Regions from separate parts of the Mus musculus genome. Here region 1 is linked to region 2. A link is a contact called in public HiChIP or PLAC-seq data. All regions are on one chromosome and are shown on one strand. Each heading gives the region's core, a stretch centred on a gene start, on an enhancer-like site or on the middle of the called end of the contact. The rest is flanking DNA. Distances are from core to core; before and after follow the strand shown.

Region 1 (3,532 bases), core at 140-2,639, 86 kb before region 2:
TAGAGCCTGCTAGCCAGCCAGTCTAGCCAAATTGGGTAGTTCTGGTCTCAGTGATAGACCCCTATCTCAAAAATTAATTAATTAAATGGGGATCAATTGAGGCAGATCCCCCAAACATTGGCCTCTGGCCTGCACACACATGCACATATGAACACACGAGCACGCATACACATTTCCCGCAAACCAACAAGTGAGAACAACATGCTTCTCCTACGGGATGCTGGGAAGGTAACGGAATTAGTCCGGCAGAGAACAAGGCCCCGCATGGACAAGCCACCCTGTGAATACCAGCTGTCTTTCTCTCAGGGCCAGTTTCAGGCCCACCGTGCCCTTTGGGGTGCATTTATCAAGGGCGCCATCTCAATAAATGAACAGGGGCACTCCCTCCCACCAGGAGCATCCCAGTCTGGGGGAACACACATGGTGCCACATAATGGCACTGGCTTAAGGTTCTGCATGTTCTAATTTGAGTCATTCTCAAACCACCTCTGCAGTAGGGAAACTGAGGCACAAAGTTGCTGAAGTCATGAGGCTAGCAAGTGACAGAAGCAGAATTTGACCCTGAAGTCCATTGCCCCAGCCCCTGCCTGCATGGCAGCATTGGGAACCTCTGTCGAAAATTAACTCCCACCTCAGCCCCCACCCATTATCCAGCAAACACCATTCTTGACCTTTCAGGTTCAGGTCAAAGTTGCATTCGGATCGCAGAAGTCCTTTCTTCTCAGCCCAGCACCCTAAATCCAAATTAACATTTAGCTCCTTTATCCTCCTAGGGTCAAGACAAAGAGACAGTGCAGAGCCTGCCCTTAGAAGTGGCAGGCAAATGTCTGTTATGATATCCATGCTCTGAGACTCCTACCGGCAGAAAGAGAACATTGCTGTGTTCCCTGTCTGTAGAGTCATAGCTTGGACTGAGGTCCCTGGAGGGCCCAGCACGCACCCCATGTTCCCTGGTCTTGTTCTGCCCAGCCTGCATGGCTCAGGAGTTTGCTCACAGAGTGTCTGGCCAGGGGCTGGGGGTGTGATCTGAAGCCTCCAGACAACAAGCTCGTGGGTAAAGAAGCCAAGAGGATGAGGGGAATCCCCCCTGCCCCCCAATGAGCGCCTGTTGCTCCTGCCTAAGGCCAGGCCTGGCTCACCAGATCCTGAACTGAGGTCTGGTCAGAGCACATCTGTCTGAGCCCCAGGAAAGACCGACTTCTTTGCTGGCCTTCCTTACCAGCTGTTCTGCGGCCTGCTCTGAGCTAGGTCTGTTGAGTTGAGGTCTGACCCTGCCTCCCTCTATGGGGGGTTGCAGGCCTGGGATAACCTTGGCCTTGCTCCCTGCCGGAGCCTGGAATTTAGCAACCTCTTTCTCCCTGAAGTACAGTCATCCTCTGACTAAGTGGGGCCTAGCCCTGACAGCGTGAGACTCAGAGCTCTGGAGAGAGTCATCCAACCTTGCCAGCTATGTCTTGCCCCTAAAGCTGTCTGGCTCTTCTCACATTTGGAACTCCCCTTCCGGGTGGGTCAGGTACACACTGGCCCAAAGTGGGGCCCAGGCATGTCCAGAGCACTGTGCACCCACCTGCCCTCACCACACCCAAGGAAAGGCTGGAGCCACCTCTCAGAGTCCAGATAGGACAATGGAGCAGCCAATCAGGAAACAGCACATAAATTCTCATGCTGCAGAGCTGAGAAGAACCAGCCTTCTTCCCTACGTGCCTCGGTGCAGGATTACGGCTCACCCATTCATACCCTCATTCATTCATTCATTCATTCATTCATTCATAGTGAAAAGGCACTGTTGTAGGTCTTGAGAGAAGAGTGAGGACCAATCTTTCCTAGTCTAGGAGAGAGCTCACATCCTAGGGTCCCTGAAGGCCAAATGTATAATTTCTCCAGTGTCCCCAAATACTCAAGCTGATAAATGGGACCACTGCAGGAAAAGGTCGGCCGACGAGGAAGCTTGGCAGATAGTGTGGTTGCTGCTTGGGGAAGAGGCAGCAATCCTCCAGCAGAAGGTGACATGAGGGCTGAGCCTAGATAGTGAGACAGGGCCAGCCACAGAAATACACATGACAGAGGGGACACGGACAGATGGTGAGCCCCCAAAGCCAAGAGCTCACACACATGCTGCTCTCTGAAGGGCTTCCCCTCTTTCTACCCCTGACAGCTCAGGACTGCTCTCTACTGAGCACTCACACAGTGTAAAGGTTCCGTGCTCCCTATCCACGGGGCCTTCACTCAACAAAGTGCCCCCTCTCTGACCTACTCAGGTGCCCAGTGCTCCCCACAGCACAGCAATGGGTAGGCAGGCCAGTCCCTACCCAACCTTGACCTCCTGTTAAGGAGGTCCTCCTCCCTAATGTTCCAAACCCTGAAAAGGGAGACTCATCCCAGCTCATGCAGTATCCCTACACCATCGCATTCAGAAGAGACACTCAGCCTTGACAACCAACCAACCCTAGCTGTATGTGTCCTCGCTCAACGAAGGGCAGGCCCTGGATACATCAGCCAGGTTAAAACAGGTTAAATGGCTCTTCCCTTTCAGCCTCTGTGGGTCCTGGTACACAGTAGCAGCCAAGTGGCTCGTGGAGACTAGAAGCTGATGCACCCTTACCTCCAAACACATAGTGTGTGCGTATGCCCTGGGTTGCCGTCACCACCCGGGAAGAGGGGATGCTAAAGGCATCATTTTGAGAAACTAAGCCCATCTTTTAAGCAGCTCTTGACATTCTGCCTGGAGGGGCGCCTGGCTCCCACTCTAGACCCAACAGCAGGATGTGAGCTGATCCCATTATGGCACTCCCACACATCCCTCCTTGGGTTCTAGAACTTTCTCTCCTTCCAGTGTCCAAACCTCCCTCTCTCCTCATATCCAGCCTTCCCGAATTGGCTGTTCCTGCTTTGTTGGCCCAGTTCTCAGTTAGCAAATGAGTTAGCAAGAGGCAGGTCAGAGTCAGCAGGAACAGAGTGGGCTGGGGGTGGGGTAGAAATGGGGAGTGCTGGCCAGGTTTTTATGTTGACAGAAGCTAGGGTCTTCTGAGATGAGGGAATCTTAATTGAGAAAATGTTTCCCTTGGGTTGGCAAATCTGCAAGGCCATTTTCTATTGATGACTGATGTTGGAGAACCCAGCTCAATGTGGGTGGTGCCACCCGTGGGCTGGTGGTCCTGGATTCTATTAAGAAAAGCAGGCTAAGCAAGCCATGAGGAGCAAGCAGTGAGGAGCAAGCCAGTAAGTAGCACCCTCCCTGGCCTCTGCTTCCGCTCCTGCCGCCGGGTTCCTGCCCTGCTTGAGTTCCAGTCCTACTTTCCCTAGATGATGAACTGCAAGCTGTAAGATGAGATAAACCCTTTCCTCCCACAAGGTGCTTCTGGTCCCGGTGTTTTATCAAAGCGATAACAAGCCTTAATTAAGATGGGGTTGGGGGGTGGGGGAGGGGACTCACATGGTGAAGTTCTCCTCCAGGAAGCAGCGGTTCCGCAGCAGGCCTGCCCAGAGCTGCACGCCGATGATGCCAAAGATGAAGAAGACGAAGAAACAGAGC
Region 2 (3,359 bases), core at 81-2,580:
AACAAAAACGAAGCCAGGTGGTGGTGGCACACGCTTTTAATCCCAGCACTTGGGAGGCAGAGGCAGGCTGATTTCTGAGTTCAAAGCCAGCCTGGTCTACAGAGTGAGTTCCAGGACAGTCAGGGCTGCACAGAGAAACCCTGTCTTGAGAGGGGGGGGGGGGAACTCATGTAACCAGAGAACATTTATGTGTAATATTTATCGATAGAATATTTACATCTATGTGTAATATTGATTGTAATATTTATTGATCTATCAGACTAAAAACTGACCTTTTTTTTTTCAATACTAGGGATTAAATCCAAGCATTCTACCGCCAAGCTATTAATACATCCTAGCTCTTCTTATTAATCTGTAACCCAGACTGGTCTAGAATTTGGAGTGTAGCTATGTGATATAAACTGACCTGAAACTTGCCACTCTCCTGCCTCGGCTTCCCAGGTGCTGGTATTCTAAGTGTTCTGGTATCACTGTGCCCAGCAGTATTTACTGTTTCGCCTGACAACCAACTCATTGCTTAATAACATAAACAGTATTTTGCAGCAAATAGCTGTATTTTTCAAAACAAAGCACTTTATTTTGCATGTTTGCAAATCTATTTCTTTGTTGGGGTTTTTTTTTTTTTTTGGTCTTTTGTTTGGTTTTTTCCTTTTGTTAGTTTTGGTTTGGTTTGTTTGTTTGTTTGTTTGTTTGTTTGTTTGAGACAGAGTCTTGCTATGTAGCCCAAGTTAGCCTGGAACTCAGAGCAACAATCTCTGTTCAATCTCCCAAGTATTGGGACTACAAAGTACGACACCTAACCTCCTTGGCTTTACTGATTCTCACACAGATTCTCACAGTGCACGGGACCGGTGTAATGCTTTGAAGGTCATGAAAACTGTCTAAGCCCGGCAAAGTGGCTTAGGTCTGTAAATCCGGCCCTTGGGCGGCAGAGAGAGAAGGATCAGGAGTTCAAAGTCATCCTCAGCTACAATCGAGTTCAAGGACAGCCTAGGCTAGATGTATCCTTGTCTAAAAAGAAAGTAGAAAGAATCACTTCTTTTGCAGGAACTCAGTCTATTCCACACTTGGCCCCTGGACAGAATTGACCAGTAAGGCTAGAAGTCGAGTCTGCCCGCCCACACAGCCTGGATCACCAGAGACCTGTTGCTTAGAAATTGAACAACTGTGGCTTCTGCGCTTTGGACACGCCCCTAGCTCCCCGCTCCTCCGGGGCTATAGGAAAGCCATTGAGCCTGCGTTCTAAGGCAGCACTTCCGCTCGCTGCGGAACCCTGAGCTCCTGCTCCAGTTTCTGCCGAGGAGCGAACACCGCCAGGGCGGAAGTAGCTCGCCGCGTGTGGGCGGGGCTCGGAAACATGTCGGCGGCGTTAGTGCGGCGCGGTTTGGAGCTTCTGGCGGCGTCCGAGGGTGAGGAGAGCAGGTCCTGCGACAGTCGCGCTGTGTAGGAGAGCCAGCCGGGCGGGTGGGGAGGGAGAGCGCGCCCTTCAACTCGGTCCTTCGCTGCCTTTCCCCGTAGCTCCCCGTGCGGTCCCGGGCCAGGTCCAGGCTAGCGGGACTCCGGCGAAGCGGACCCGGAGGGCGCGGGCCAAGGCCTCCCAGGCTCTGAAACTGCGGAACTCAGCGAAGGGAAAGGCGCCTAAGTCCGCTCTAGGTGAGTTGAGAAAGACTGTGAGCGCTTCTTAGAATTGGGGGCAGCGCCTTCGAGTCGGGAGTTCCAAACGTTCCCCGAGACTCCACAAGGAAAAGGCAAAATGAATGTTCAAATCGTGGGGGACAGGTTTCGAACCCAAGCAATCTAATTCCCAGGTCTGCCGCTGTCTGCTATGTGGCAGTTAACAGGATGAGAGAAAGAGGGAAAAGCCTGGGAGTGGTGACACACATCTGTCATCCCTGCACTTGAGAGGTGGAGGCAGGAGAATCAGAAGTTCTGTGTCTTTCCGTGGTGAGTTCAGGGCAAGACCTAATCGTGAAGGCAGATGAAACGCAAGACCCAGGCGCTTGTGAGCTCTAGCCGTGGTGGGGAGAGAAACATCAGAGAGTCTCTCTTAATTATTTATTTATTTATTTATTTGGCTTTTTGATACAGAGTTTCTCAGTATAGCCCTGGCTGTCCTGGAACTTACTCTGTAGACCAGGCTGGCCTCGAACTCAGAAATCTACCTGCCTCTGCCTCCCAAGTGCTAGGATTAAAGGCGTGCGCCACACGCTTACTCTGTAGACCAGCCATCAGAGAGTCTCAAAACTAACAAGCAGGGTTTTGCCAAGTGAGTGAGGCTTGTGAGGTGAAAGGCTCTGCAGTGCTCCGAGGAAGAATCAAACTAACAAGCCAAGGTGGAAGCAACGTTAAGGCATCTGAGAAGGTTTTAGCCAGAAAGGCTTGAGAATTTGGAAGAAGGCTAACGGGTAAGATGAGCAAGAGGCAAGATGGAGGACCCATCAGGGATAGAGGGCTGGCTCACTGGTTAAGAGCACTTGCTGCTTGCTCTTCCAGAGGACCTGGAGCCCCCCAGAAGCCCACAAAGCTGCTCACAGCCCACTGTAACTCCAGGTCTGGGGATTAGATACCCTCTTCTGATTCCACAGACGCTCACTTGGGGTGCACATACATACACTAAGGCACGCAACACACACACATTTATGAAATGAAGCACTCAGTCAACAGTTTACCCTTCTAAACTAACTAACTCGTTTGACCCTCACGGCAGCCCTGTGAGATGAGCAGATCTCTCCCCCACTTTACAGTTACAGAAACAGGCACCTGCCCAGGTGATAGAGGTGGAAGCCGGGCAAATTGTCCCCGTGCTGTTGCTCTTAATGTGCTCTGCTCAGGTGACAGTGCCTCCTTCCATCCCAGTAGGGACAGCAGAAGTGAGTTGATATCATTTACCAGTGAAGTGTCTGCAAAGCAGAAACCTTGTTTCCAGTAGAGCAGCTTAGGGGGTGTGGCACAGGTAGTAAGGCCTCCTTGAGAAGGGGCACAGGATGGTACGCATGTTGCTTTCTTCTTTGACTCCATGCCTCTGCTCTATAAAGGGAGTTGAGGTACTCGGGTTTCATTGTGTGTTTGTTTCTCCCAGTTTTGGAGGCGGGGGGGGGGGGGGGGAGTTATTTTGGCTCGGGCAGGCCTGGACCTCACTGTATAGCACAGGCTAGCCATGATATAGCACAGGCTAGCCACGACCTTAAATCAGCCTTCCTGCTTCAGCCTCCTAAGCACTGGATGATAGGCACACACCACTGCACCCAGCCTGGGAGTCCTTGTTAAAAGCTATGTCGTTCAAGAGGAAACACTATGAACAGAGGTGGAGCTAGGAGGCATGCACAGACACTAGTGGTTTGCACGAGTTCATGTCAAGG

What was found. HiChIP or PLAC-seq counts read pairs in DNA pulled down with a chosen protein or histone mark.
Region 1: a contact with region 2 is called in a CTCF HiChIP or PLAC-seq map of the NIH/3T3 cell line, with 16 read pairs. The contact joins the enhancer-like site here to the promoter of Rps19bp1 in region 2. A contact is called at or near these places in 1 of 39 promoter capture datasets (stem cell-derived epiblast-like cells), 1 of 15 datasets of contacts at CTCF or cohesin (the NIH/3T3 cell line), 5 of 484 Hi-C or Micro-C datasets (B cells, cerebellum, embryonic stem cells and 2 more), 1 of 115 datasets of contacts at active chromatin or transcription factors (embryonic stem cells) and 2 of 9 other capture datasets (adipose tissue and liver).

The regions. Positions count from the first base shown.
Region 1 is chr15:80,348,433-80,351,964 of GRCm38.p6, reverse strand. Cacna1i (calcium channel, voltage-dependent, alpha 1I subunit) reads right to left here. Exons shown (of 37, transcript NM_001044308.2): 6 at 3,434-3,532. Among named protein-coding and RNA genes, the nearest start is that of Gm41363, 50 kb to the left of the region's middle. Within about 2 kb of position 1,389, at least 24 of the 459 cell types and tissues checked have an H3K27ac peak or open chromatin away from gene starts, as enhancers often do. A contact at or near this core is called in the NIH/3T3 cell line, where this site is marked.
Region 2 is chr15:80,262,277-80,265,635 of GRCm38.p6, reverse strand. It overlaps Rps19bp1 (ribosomal protein S19 binding protein 1), which reads left to right and starts at 1,330. Exons shown (of 4, transcript NM_175109.3): 1 at 1,330-1,409; 2 at 1,519-1,653. The coding sequence starts at 1,358.